Linked DNA regions of Macaca fascicularis: region 1 is linked to region 2. Evidence: chromatin contacts called from public Hi-C data. All regions are on one chromosome and are shown on one strand. Each heading gives the region's core, a stretch centred on a gene start, on an enhancer-like site or on the middle of the called end of the contact. The rest is flanking DNA. Distances are from core to core; before and after follow the strand shown. Region 1 overlaps SUFU (SUFU negative regulator of hedgehog signaling). Region 2 holds the start of SUFU (SUFU negative regulator of hedgehog signaling).

Region 1 (6,954 bases), core at 3,552-6,051, 97 kb after region 2:
GCAGCCCGTGCAGACACCCTTTGGGGTAGTTACCTTCCTCCAGGTGAGGCACAGGTTGAATGCTGGTTCAAGCCTTCCTGTAGGAAGAGTCCTGGGAGGATAGGGAGGCTTGAGGAAGGGGAGTGAAGGGAGTGGGAGGTTTCCTTTGGCCTCCTCCTGATTTCTGTTTCCTCTGATGGTTTGTCAGGTAGATTCAGATGGTCTGATTTAACCTGCTGAGATGGGAGAAGGGGGAAGGGGAAGGGGCCATTTGGGTGGGAGAGAATGGCTGTAGCTGAGAGGGAGGAGTGGGGGTGGCAGGTATTCTGTGAACAGTGAACAGGACTTTCTAGCAGGAAGCCAGCTCTGGGTCATCCTTGCTGTTTCCCAGAAGCTGTGGTAACCTGCCCAGCTTTGACCAGTGTTTGTTTTTGGTCACGATGAAGTCTATGTGAAGGTTCCACTGATTCCTTTGATATTTACACAAAAGCCTATCCCCTAATAAGGAAGGGAGGAGTTTCTCTGCAAGCTGCTAGGACCTATTGGTGGTGGTTCCAAGCCTGATAGGTCTCAAAGTCTCTTGTTTACATTCCCCATGATACCAGACTGGGTAGGAATGGCTCCCTGAACCTCCCCAACTTCCAGAGACATAGCCTGAGGACACATCTTGAGTTGCTCAGGCCTTGGTTTTCTCCTTTGCAGCCAAGAGCTAGACTTGGTGTCATCCAGACACAGCAAGGGCAAGGGTCAGGCCTCAGGGCCCACCAGTGGACCCAGCCATTTACCAGCCAGGCAGCCACTCACTCCTAAGGGAACCATCCCATCTTGGCTGTACCAGCTCCTAAGCACAGATCCTGCCTGTGGTCTCCCAACTGGAGGTGACTCAGAGAGCCTGAGTAACTGACCTTCTTGGGGTGGGGAGCTGCCATTAACACACAGTGGCTTTCTATCCTGGGCCTCAGATTGTTGGCGTCTGCACTGAAGAGCTACACTCAGCCCAGCAGTGGAACGGGCAGGGCATCCTGGAGCTGCTGCGGACAGTACCTATGTGAGTACCCATGCAAGGTGGGAGCCTGGCTCCCTGGGCCTGGGGATGGGAGTCCCTCCACCACCCTCCATGTGGGGCTCCCTCTTGCATTGTTATTTCAGGCCCTGGTTTTTCACATCAGGGCTTCCTGACAACTCACTCCCTGACAGTCCCTTACCACAAACTATTCCCCTGTGTCCTAGGCCTGGGGCAGCAAACAGGGCAGGCTGTAGGCCCAGCCCATCAGCCCCAGATCCTCAGTTACCATCCCCTTTCCTTGTCCACAGTGCTGGCGGCCCCTGGCTGATAACTGACATGCGGAGAGGAGAGACCATATTTGAGATTGATCCACACCTGCAAGTATGTCTTGAGTGAGGAAAACCTTTCTAGTAACCTGTGCCTAGGCCTCTTCCAAATAACACTGGCTTTCATCCTGGGAAAATGGAGGAGCTTTATGTGTGAGTGAGTAGAAATTTGGCATCATTTGGAACTTGTCCCCTGAATTCTGCGGAGCACATAGGGAACAGAGATTTCAGCCCAGGAAAGCTAGTCCTCAGACATACGTATTTTGGCATTTTAAAAGGATATTTTTATTGTATGTAAATTACATATTGGCTTAAAAAATTAGATCGCCAGCAATAAAAGATAAGTGTAGTGGATATTGCTTGTTTGCCCAGTATTCATTCTCTTGCCTCCCAGACTTTCTTTTAGGGAGCCACCATGGCCACCACAGCCCTGTACCAGACAGTGGTGTAGGTGATAATGACTCCATGGCCCAGCTTCAGGAGTGAGTGCTGATTGGTCTAATGGTCCCATCCCCGTTTTCGCCACATTTTCTATCTTGGACAGTCAGACGCAGAGCTCCTAGCCTGGAAAGGTTGGCACCTTAGACATACAGGCTGGCAGCTGCCCACTCCCTGTGGCCCACCTGGACAGTGTTTCAGTGTCATCTTTGCTGTTTTAGAAGCATTCCTTTGGCATGCAGGTAAATCTAGAAAGCCACAAGAACGTAACTGCCTTTTTTTTTTTTTTTTTTGGTGGGGGCGGAGTTTCACTCATGTCACCCAGCCTGGAGTGCAATGGCGCAATCTCAGCTTACTGCAACCTCTGCCTCCTGGGTTCAAGCAATTCTCCTGCCTCAGCCTCCCGAGTAGCTGAGATTACAGGCGCCCGCCACCACGCCCAGCTAATTTTTGTATTTTTAATGGAGACAGCGTTTCACCATGTTGGTCAGGCTGGTTTCGAACTCCTGGCCTCAGATGATCTGCCTGCCTCGGCCTCCCAAAGTGCTAGGATTACAGGTGTGAGCCACCACGCCCGGCCTATAACTGCCTTTCTTATGGGCTTCTCCTGAAGCAGAAGCCACAGACAGCTAATAATGTTACCTGCCACGTGTCTGGCTCCTTCTACTCCCCTGACCAAATTCAGGTCATTGCCATCTCTAAGCCTGTCATGCTTCTGTAAAAAATCTGGTAAGCCACAGGCAGTTGCCGCGAGTTCCATGTGTTAGAGAAAGAGAGAGGTGGCAGCTGGACATGTAGCCAGCAGCCCCTGAGTTCTTCACTGTAGATTTGTGAGTTCTTGGGCATAAATCCTATTCATTCACAGATGATGCTCCTCTGTTTTCCTAGTGCCTTTAACACTGAACATTTCAAACTGCTGCCACGATCCTCTGTTCTCTCTACTTTAAACTTGGTTTCCTTGTATCTTCTGCATATGCGAGAACCAGGAACCAGGAAGGCTATGCTTCCCTAAGCCCTTGTTCTGTAGCCACACTGGGATCCAGCATGGGGCACTGTGGGCCATTGTTTGGACCCTATCTTAAGTGCCAAGTACTAAGAAAGAACCTGGTCCTTTGCACTAGAAGGGTAAACAGCTGTCCTTCCATGCCAAGAGCTATTCTCCTTCCTAGTCTGCAGGCTCCCCTGAGAGCAGCCCACAGGACCCAGGGTCCCACAGGGAGAAAGGACAGCTTTCCTTCCTGGTGGCTCTGTGTACCAAGTGTGAACTCCTCTGTATTCACTGTGCCTTTCAGGAGCCTGCTTGCTATCAGTCCATTTAGAGCTGGCGTATATTCCTGTGATCCAAGCTCTAGGCTAACCAGCTGTGTGCCCAAACAAGTCCCTCACCTCTCTGCGTCTTAACGTTTTCTTTTTACTTATAAAGTAAATGGCCCAGAGAAGTTAAGCCAAGAATTGTCTGTCTGCAACTCTTTAACTAAGTGAGGGACCCCAGGGCAGCCAGTGGAGAGGAAGAAGCTCAGACTATCCCCTGAGCACACCAGAGTATACGCACTCCCCGCCTGGAGTACACAGAGCGCTTCCCTGCTTAGCCTCTTCCTGCTCGGAACCCACAGCTTTGCCCAGGCCACCATTAGCACTTGAAAGGAGGAGATGACTGGTGGGAAGGAGGCATCTGGGGCACAGCCACTTGCTAACTGGTCCCGGGAAATAAGGACAGTACCTGTACTTCTCCCAGATGGGGCTCCCGGGCTGATCGGCAGGCCAGTGTGGCACCCGTGGAGCCAGGAAGCACAGATTCTTGTTGAGGTGCTCAGTCACAAGTTTGATTTGGCCCACATGGGCATAGATGACTTTTAGTTCAAGGTCCAGCATCAATGAAGGGTGTTTTACCAGAAAATCCAGGGATGTTTTGAGTACAACTCTTCCTTGAGGCCATTTGGAGAGTGTTTGGACCCAGCAATACCAAGGCCTGTAGAAAGGTAGGGTCTCGATGGGGAGAGAAGGGTGTCTGCAGATAGTCACTGCACTCCAGGCCCCCATCTCAGTCTAAGAAATGGGAGGGAATCTCCATCCAGAGTCCTTTGCCAAACAAGGGAACCCAAGCATCTAGGGGAAGTCCAGCCTTCTGCTCTCCTGTGGCTCTTCCCTGTGTGACCACACCCTCTAGCTGTTAGAAGGGGAAACTGCAGGTGCTGCCTGTCGCCTGTGGCAGGCTTCCACCCTGTCTTCTATAGCAGTCACTGAGAGGTTCTGCCTGAAGATCGGGAGGAGAGGAAGGATCACACCTCTCCTCAGAGAAGTAGGCTCTCTCATGGCCACATCAGCTCCACCAGCCAGCCTGGCAGAGACAGGTTTGGGGCTCTGACACAGGTAGAGGCCATTGTACTGGAAGGCTGATGGTAGAAGAGATGCTTCCCTTGGGATCTGCATTCCTCCCGGCTTCCCCTAATCCCTGGTTCCCCTGGAGGAGTCCAAGAGCTGGTAGAGACCATCATGCATTGGTAACCAGGGCAGAACAAGGTCAGAGATCCTGCTCTTCCAGCATTTGTCCCATGCTCAGTACCACAAGGGCTCAGTAAATACTGTAAGAGTGGTGGCTGGAAGAGTGGTCACCTTGGGCCACCAGTTCTCTGAAAGAACTCTGGCTCTTTGGTTCTTTTCAAGCAGGAGAGAGTTGACAAAGGCATCGAGACAGATGGCTCCAACCTGAGTGGTGTCAGTGCCAAGTGTGCCTGGGACGACCTGAGCCGGCCTCCTGAGGATGACGAGGACAGCCGGAGCATCTGCATCGGCACACAGCCCCGGCGACTCTCTGGCAAAGGTGGGAGCCAACACCCAGCCTTCCCCCAGCCTTCCTCCTTCCTTTTCCCCAGGGCCTGGTTTCCAGGCTCTCTAGGATGGGTCTCTAACAAAAACAACCCATTCAATAGTTTATTTCCTGGCATGATTTAAACAGCAAGTGAAGTCTTCCAGCAGGGTGGAATTAAGGGAGCTTTATTGGCCCATTTCTAGTTGTGTTTCCTGTGTGTATTTCAAATGCATCACCAGCAGGCACCATTGTGTTTTAGATTTGTCCCTTGCAATCTGAGGTCATGGAGGTGAGTGGAAGCCTTAGAACAGTTACAGGAAAAGTCCATAGTCCACCCAAGTGCAAGAGAAAAGTGTCGGCCACCCACGGAATTGACACAGGGCCCAGCTCTGGCCTGAAGGCCATGCCAGATCCAAGGATCACTCTGGCCTTGGGCCCTCCCAGGCCTTCAACAAGAGAGGCCTGAGTGTGAGGCCGGCTTGCAAATTGCCCACCTCCTGTCATACAGATACAGGGTTAGGGCTGTGGGCAGGGCCTCTGGACCCACTGCATTCCGGATGGGGTATTTGGGAAGGAGGATGTGGCTGTCCTTTTGGAATCTCCCTATGCTGATCTTGGCTACAGAAACAGTTGTGGTTTTTAGTAGAGGGCGTCCCCAACTAACTGCAAAGGAAAAGCAGCCACTTACATATACATGTGTTGACAGCTTCTTTGTCTACTTCCTTTCTTCATTCTTCCATCTTTTCTTTTTTTGAAGAATAAGATGTCTACAGCCCTGAATAAAATCCTTACATATATGATAACACTTATAAAAGGTTTTTGTTCATTCTGTAAAGGACAAACTTAAACCCCTAGTGCAAATATTTGAGCCCTTTTTTTTTTTCTTTGAAACAGGGGTCTCTGTTGCCCAGGCTGGAGTACAGTGGCTTGATCTTGGCTCACTGCAACCTTCACTTCCCAGGCTGAAGTGATTCTCCAGCCTCAGCATCCCAAGTAGCTGGGACTACAGGCATGAGCCACCAACGCACAGCTAACTTTTGTATTTTTTGTAGTCAGGGCTTCGCCATGTTGCCCATGCTGGTCTTAAACTCCTGAGCTCAAAACAATCCACCCGCCTCAGCCTCCCAAAGTGCTGGGATTACAGATGTGAGCCACCTCACCCAGCCGAGCCCTTTCTTTCCTTCCTGTTTGTTTTAATGGCATGCCAAGTCTGTTGGAGGCTCAAAGACAGGGTATACAGTTATTGGAATCATTTGGTTGCTTTTGACAACCAAATGAGGTTGATTTAAAGAGGGAGTCATAGTCTTGTCTAAAATTTCAGTCATTATTGGCTATTTTTAAAAATTATAAATTAATCCATCCTACTGTAACAAATCAGATCGTTAGAAAAGTTAGTAATCATCTCCTTTCCACTCTAAGACCACTCTTTGAGCAACTAACTTTAATTTGCTTTTTTGTATCTGTTTACAGTTTGCAGAGATAAATTTGGATCCAAATCTCAGTACAGGGAACCAGACTAGTAAGCTTCAGCCCAAAGACCAGCAAAGCACCTTACAAAGAAATAATCCCACCAGGGGAACTCTTTCACTTCCTGGCCCTTGCCCCTCCATGGAGAGGCAGAGTTTCCTGGGATAGACCAAGGTGGAGGGATGATCTCGTCTCACTGACTTGAATGCAAGGGGAAGGGGTGGCAAGACCAGATGCTAGTTGACCACCCAGAACCCAGAAAGGTGTGTGAGAGGCACCTGCCCATTCATGGCAGGGCACTTGCAGCCTTCACTCACATCCATTTCAGTGGGCAGAATCCCCAGTAATCAGTCACTGTGCAGAGCCACGTTAAGGGTAAACCTCGGGCCTGTGACACAGGAAGGAAAACGATGGTGGAGAGCGCTTTTCTGAACTCTAGAGGCTGCCCCTGGATTCTACAAGAATGGCACTCTTCCAACCTAGAGCTTCTTTTTTTTTTTTTTTTTGAGACGGAGTCTCGCTCTGTCGCCCAGGCTGGAGTGCAGTGGCGCAATCTCGGCTCACTGCAAGCTCCGCCTCCCGGGTTCACGCCATTCTCCTGCCTCAGCCTCCCGAGTAGCTGGGACTACAGGCGCCCGCCCCTGCGCCCGGCTAATTTTTTCTATTTTTAGTAGAGACGGGGTTTCACCATGGTCTCGATCTCCTGACCTTGTGATCCGCCCGCCTCGGCCTCCCAAAGTGCTGGGATTACAGGCGTGAGCCACCACGCCCGGCCGAACCTAGAGCTTCTTAAGAGCACAGTTGTCCCCTCGCAATCTGTACTCACTCAGCACTCACGTCTGGATGCCTAGAGTGGGCTCAGGACTGGCCAATGTGGTAGTTTTTCTTAGCACCTCTGCTGAGCCAAGTTTTAAGAGCAGGGTGAGAGT
Region 2 (6,174 bases), core at 3,229-5,728:
ATATTTCAAATAATGTGTCCTATACATCTACCATCTTGAAAATAATAAAAACAAAATGACCCCCGAAAATGTCAAATAGCAAGAACTACCCGAGACCCCAAATCTAAAAATGTGGCAGATATTCAGCAAATACTAATAGGAAAATGACTTAAGTTTCTCCTACTTCACCTTTTGGCAGAATTATTGGCATAATAAAGGACATGTTTTCCCAAAGGGGGAAAAAAAAAAAAGACAAGTCGATTCTTTAAATCTTGAAACTAAAAATGCATCACTGCTGTAATGTATTTCCAAACATACTACCAGGAAAGAGAAAGAAAAAAACTAAGAAGCATTAGTGTAAGTGATATTAAAGAAAATTGTTGGAGATGGAACTCCTGCTTAGTAATTCAGGAAGCAAAGGAGCTGGTGGGATGGACAGGTTGTTCCTTCTGCATTGCTGATGAAAACAGGAAATTGAATTTCTATATATTTTTCCTTTTTACAGCTAAGAAAAAGGCAGAAGAAGCACAAAGAGCCTGGCTAAAGACAGAAATCATAGTGCTCTCTGAAAATCAACATCAAGAACAAAAAGTCCTACTCAATTATCTGCAGTAACTAACTAGAGAAAACTCCCCATCTTTTCTTTATTTAGGAATATCTTTGTTACTTTGATAGAGATATTAAGTCATTCATCCAATCACCCATCAATTCAATGAAAAAACATTTATTGAGCACACAGAGGTGCCAGACCCTAGGTACTGTGTGTGTATGGAGAGAAGTGGGTGAAGTGAGACTAAAGAAATATCATCTTTCTTAAATTTTTTCTTTTCCAACACCACTAAACCTGTGGGGGAATATCATCCTTTTCCACAAGGATTTAATAGTCTAGCGAGGGAGACAAAAAGAATCCTCTAAAAAATTAGGTATCTGGGTTGGGTACAGTGGCTCATGCCTGTAATCCCAGCACTTTGGGAGGCCAAGGCGGGTGGATCATTTGAGGTCAGGAGTTTGGGACAAGTCTGGCCAACATGGTGAAACCCCGTCTCTACTAAAAATACAAAAATTAGCCAGCCGTGGTGGTGCACATCTGTAATCCCAGTTACTTGGGAGTCTAAGCTGGGGAATCTCTTGAAACAGGAGGCGGAGGATGCAGTGAGCTGAGATCGCATCATTGCACTCCAACCTGGGTAACAAAGCGAGATCCTGTTCCCTCCACCCACCCCCCAACACCAAAAAAAAGAGGTGTCTCTGCCAGGCACGGTGGCTCAGGCCTGTAATCCCAGCACTTTGGGAGGCCAAGGTGGGAGAATCGCAACAGCCCAGGAATTTGAGACCAGCCTGGCCAACATGGTGAAACCCTTCCTACAAAAAATACAAAAATTAGCCAGGGGTGGTGGCGCGTGCCTGCAGCCCCAGATACTCCGGAGGCTGAAGCGGGAGGATCACTTCAGCCCAGGAGGTTGAGGCTGCAGTGAGCTGTGATCTCACCACTGCATTTCAGACTCAGCAACAGAGCGAGACCCTGTCTCCAAAAAAAGAGGGAAAGAAAGAAAGAAGAGAGAGAGAGAGAGAGAAAGAAAGAAAGAAAGAAAGAAAGAAAGAAAGAAAGAAAGAAAGAAAGAAAGAAAGAAAGGTGTCTCATTGAGCTCAATCCTGACCCTTTCCAGGAGGAATAATAACAAAATAATAAAAACAAAATACCCCTGAAGAGAAGGAAAATTTAACGAAAATAACAAAAATATCTTGGAAAAAGCGAGCAACTTGGAACTGGATCTGTCTGATGACTGGCTCAATTCCTAAGCTGGATGGTTTGAAATCTGTTATTTAACATCCTTGCATACACTGGGGATAGTAATTCCTATCTACCTAACAGAGCTGAAGCTTAAACGAGAACACTGTAATATGCCTAAGGTCCCAAGAGCTGAATCAACAAAGAGAATCTGACAGTCAGCTTACGACAGAGGGAACGGATAGTTTTACTGCAATGGAGGGACCTACAGGGGCACAGAAAGGTATCAATCTGTGGGATCAAAGCTTTGAATCGAAGGCAGAAATGCAGTCGTTTTACAATTTTCTCCTTTCCCCCCAAAATAAGAGCAGTATTTAGATTCTTTCTATTGGTCACTATTGATGCTTCTGCATGGTGATGCTGGCAAAAGGGATGACGGATAAAGTACTGGATTTAGGGCACCTCTGCTATGTGACCTTGGTCTCACGTTACGTCTTTGCGCTTCAGTTTTCTCATCGGTAACACGAGGATCAAAGTTCCTTTTAAACTATGCGTCCAGTTTTTGTGAGGATCCAACTCGAATGTATGTGAAAACGCCCTGAAAGCGCTACAGCGCCAGGCAAATATTAAGTTTGGTAATTTTTTTCCCCTAAGAACTAGGCGTTCCGAAGAGGAAGACAACCTCTCTGCTTGCTTTGTCACTCTCCTTTCTTCTCGACCTTTATCAACTTTGTAATTTATAATCATAGTAATAGCTGACATCCTACAGTAGTTTCTGGCACCAGATTCTCGGGCCCCACCCAGATCCACACTACCAAGCCTCCCCGCCTGCTGAGACCGAAGGAAAACTTAGCCTTTCTCCACCCGCGGGCGGGCCCTCGCCTTTAGGCCCCACCACCCAGAGTTCCGGAAGCCAATCCCCACAGCCCTGGAGCACTGCCCCGCCCCTTCAAGAGGGGAAACAATATGGCGGCCAGGAAGAACGGCAGGGGCGCGAGCCAATCACCGCAGAGGCCTAGCCTCATCCGGCAAGGCCCAGAGGCGGGATCACTGGCCAAGATGGACAGCCAGAGCAGCCAATAGGGCGATCGGAAAAGGGTGAGAGGGCGGGCAACAGGCTCTCACACAGCGGTTAAGGCCCCTAGAGCCAAGGGCCCAAGGACCGGCTTGGACTATCTCTTTCCTCTATCCACTCCAGAGTTCTCCATCCCACTTTTGCTGGCTGGCCGCCTTGCCTTCGGCCTATATGATAAGGGGAGGAAGGAGGCGGCGGTGGCTGAACGCGCCTGACAGGCCGGGCCAGTGACAAAGAGCCGGCGGCTCAGGCTGAACCCCGGGAAGCGATCCTTTCTAGGAGGAGAGCCCAAGTCCCCTTACAAATGGGAAAGACGCAACTCACGTTGTCGATCACGACAGGCTGGTTGGCGATCACATCGTAGGACTCCATGGCAGAGGAATCTCTCCTTCTGGGGAAGGAACTGCCTAGCCGGGTCCGCCGCTAGCGCCACTGACACGCATGCGCAGTCTAGCCGCCGGCTCAGGGAGGCGAGGGAGCTGCCCTACCTCACCTCTGAAAAACTACAATCCCCAGCATGCTTTGCGCCTGGGTTAGCGCTCTAGGTTGCTTTGTTGCCCGCCTAATTTAAGACTGGGAGTCGTATTTCCGATGCACAGTACCCTGGGATTTGTGGTCTCCCTAGATTAAACAGCCAGAGACACAGGTTGATGGTCATGTTGCATGCCTGGATCTGTAGTCCCTTTGAAGGAGTTCGCAGTGCATACTGAGGTGTATAGTCTTCTTGAGTACTTGTCTGTAGTTCGGTTTGGATTGGTCGTAATTCATGGATGTTTGGATTTTGCAGATCAGTCCTGCCACTCCCCACAACGTTCCCTTAGACAATATAAGGTTCTCATGCTTTTATTTGGGTCTATAAGACTAATAAACATCTCCTAGCACCTCACACTCTAACGAAAAGGAAATGTTAACACACGTACGCGACAGGACATATTCCTACAACATAGGAAAACAATTTAAATTGCATAAAATTAGCTTTAAGGAAAAAACCTGTACATTGTTGTTGCTTTTTGGGTTTTCTTTTTTTCTGCATAGGTGTAAACTTTATAACAGGCTAACATTGATCCGAGGATTGGCAATTGGAACTACTGTTATAGGTAATCTTTTGGTCATTAAAACATCATCTAAGGGTTTCAGGAACTGCTGTAGTATCTCTTTAATTTTCATGAGGAGCTAGAATTGGCATTGACGGTTGAGAAAGTGGAGGTGAAGAGAGGTTATGTGTCACTGCTTTCAAATGAGCCCAGTGCATTTTTTTCTTTGGATTATGTTCTTCCCCAGCCCCCTTCAAATTGCAGGAACCTTTTTGTCAATAGCCCTAGAAAATATTAGATTTATTATAATCTATTAATATTAACGCCCCATGGATTAATGAATCAATCCATTGTCAGATTTATGTTTAAATCCTAGTTAGCAGCGCGTCAGCAAAACAGTAACAAATCCTTTGTTGGCGCACTTCTTGGTGCTTTCGTGGGACCCTAGCACCTCAGAGGGTGCTCAGCATCTCTAAACTTGGGTTCCTCCTAACACTAGGGGGAGACCAAGAGCCTTGGGACACTCCCAACACGGGGGGGGGAGGGGCCTATTGTCAAGTCACGCCGTCTCTGCCTGTGACTAGCACAGACACTAGCCAATGGGTGCTTGGATAGGGCGCGCCGGCGCCCCGCCTTCCTGAGCGCCCCGCCGCCCCGAGGCACCCTCTGGCAGACTCCGCGGCGGCGACAGCCTGGGCGGACAGTGCGCCGTGCGCAGGCGCGGAGCTGGACCTCGCTGCAGCCCCCATCGCCTCGGGGAGTCTCACCCACCGAGTCCGCCCGCTGGCCCGTCAGTGCTCTCCCCCTCGTTTGCCCTCTCCAGTTCTCCCAGGGCCTGCCCTACGCGCCCCGATGGCGGAGCTGCGGCCTAGCGGCGCCCCCGGCCCCACCGCACCCCCGGCCCCTGGCCCGACTGCCCCTCCAGCCTTCGCTTCGCTCTTTCCCCCGGGACTGCACGCCATCTACGGAGAGTGCCGCCGCCTTTACCCTGACCAGCCGAACCCGCTCCAGGTTACCGCTATCGTCAAGTACTGGTATGCTCTGGGCCGCGGGGAGACGGACAGGCGCGGGCTGGGAAGGGTTAAAGCGCCGAGGGCGAAGTAATTTGTGGGAGGCTGGGAGGAGGGGTAGAGAACGGTTAAAGCACTTGGAAGGAGGGCTTCCTGCTGCGAGGGAAGGAGTTAAGGCTCAAGTTGGGAATGGGGACAAAGGGGTTAACGGAGCCTGTGGGTAGTGAAGGGTTAACCGGGTTTAGGAGAATAGAGTGAGGACTAGGGGTGTGTGTAGGAGCAGAGAGGGGAACGGCATGAGCGAGGGAACTGTAAACGTGGTGAAAAGAGGGGGCGCCTGTAGGGGGTCATTAGTGGGCGAGGGGAAGCCAAGCGGGGGCGGCAGAAGTGGGATGGGAGAGGCGAGGCGGAGCCTGGGGAGCATTTGAGAGGGTTTTGGAGGAGCGAGGCCGGAGAAGCTCAGAGGGCAAGAGACTGCATAGGATGGCGGGCGGGGGGCGGTTCGGGGGGCCCGGGGCTCTCCTGTTGGAGGTAGGAGGGCCAAAGATGAGGGCCTGGTGCTTGTGGAGAGATGAGGAGGAGGTCTCCTTTTGATACCTTCCCGATGAACTCAGACGTCGTATCAGGGTAAAGCTTTTGCTTTTGAAGTTTGACGGAGCAGCTCTTCCTGATAAACTTCTTGCTTACTCTGCACTGTTCTCTTTCTCCGTGCAGAGCTTCCTCCTAGCTCTGCAGCGGCTTTGCTTTAGGACATTAGGTAGAGAGAACCATGGTTTGGTTTAGGATTGAAAGGGACCACAGCTTCCCACCTCCATTTGGAAATAAATGATGGAGACCCTGGGACTCCAGCAGGGAGGAATTGTGAAGTGGGACATAAAGAGGAGCTTCTTGACCATGGCCTGCAGTTTCTCCGGGGAGCTGAGAGTAACCCTCAAGTAGCTTTAGGGTAGGAATGGTCTTTTCTAATTTCCCGTTCCTGTTTGCAACCTGTTTCTTCCTGCAGCATTTGGGCAAAACAGATGTTCTGGGGACTCTGGAAAAGAACCTGTCCTCATGGTCTTGCTGGACCAAAAACAGATACTGGTTGAAACTGTCCAGGACTACATTCATGCAGGCATTGTGTTAGATGATCTTCAGTGAGTCCTGAAAGATGTTCGGCAGCTGCTTGGGGTGTAGCCAAAGGGTAGACCTGAAGGGGCAAGTGGACATCTTTGCTGGTTACCTCTCCTTTTAGAACTGAGTCTCCCTCTTGGTGAAAACCTGTTACTTCCCCTGGACATGGATTTCAGTAGGCTGTGCAGGGCTGAGGCCAGCTGCCTGTGTCAACGGGAGGATGCCAAGAGGCCA

Evidence for each region. Hi-C and Micro-C count contacts between places; a contact is called where the count stands out from the background.
Region 1: a contact with region 2 is called in a Hi-C map of liver, with 3 times the contacts expected there. The contact joins the enhancer-like site here to the promoter of SUFU in region 2. A contact is called at or near these places in 2 of 2 Hi-C or Micro-C datasets (liver and skeletal muscle).

Annotation. Positions count from the first base shown.
Region 1 is chr9:111,605,485-111,612,438 of T2T-MFA8v1.1, forward strand. It overlaps SUFU (SUFU negative regulator of hedgehog signaling), which reads left to right. Exons shown (of 13, transcript XM_045362197.2): 4 at 1-43; 5 at 942-1,027; 6 at 1,294-1,366; 7 at 4,417-4,570. Among named protein-coding and RNA genes, the nearest start is that of TRIM8, 49 kb to the right of the region's middle. Within about 2 kb of position 4,802, at least 3 of the 6 cell types and tissues checked have an H3K27ac peak or open chromatin away from gene starts, as enhancers often do.
Region 2 is chr9:111,509,231-111,515,404 of T2T-MFA8v1.1, forward strand. SUFU (SUFU negative regulator of hedgehog signaling) reads left to right here and starts at 4,479. Exons shown (of 13, transcript XM_045362197.2): 1 at 4,479-4,851. The coding sequence starts at 4,670. ACTR1A (actin related protein 1A) reads right to left here and starts at 3,220. Exons shown (of 10, transcript XM_045361468.3): 1 at 3,108-3,220.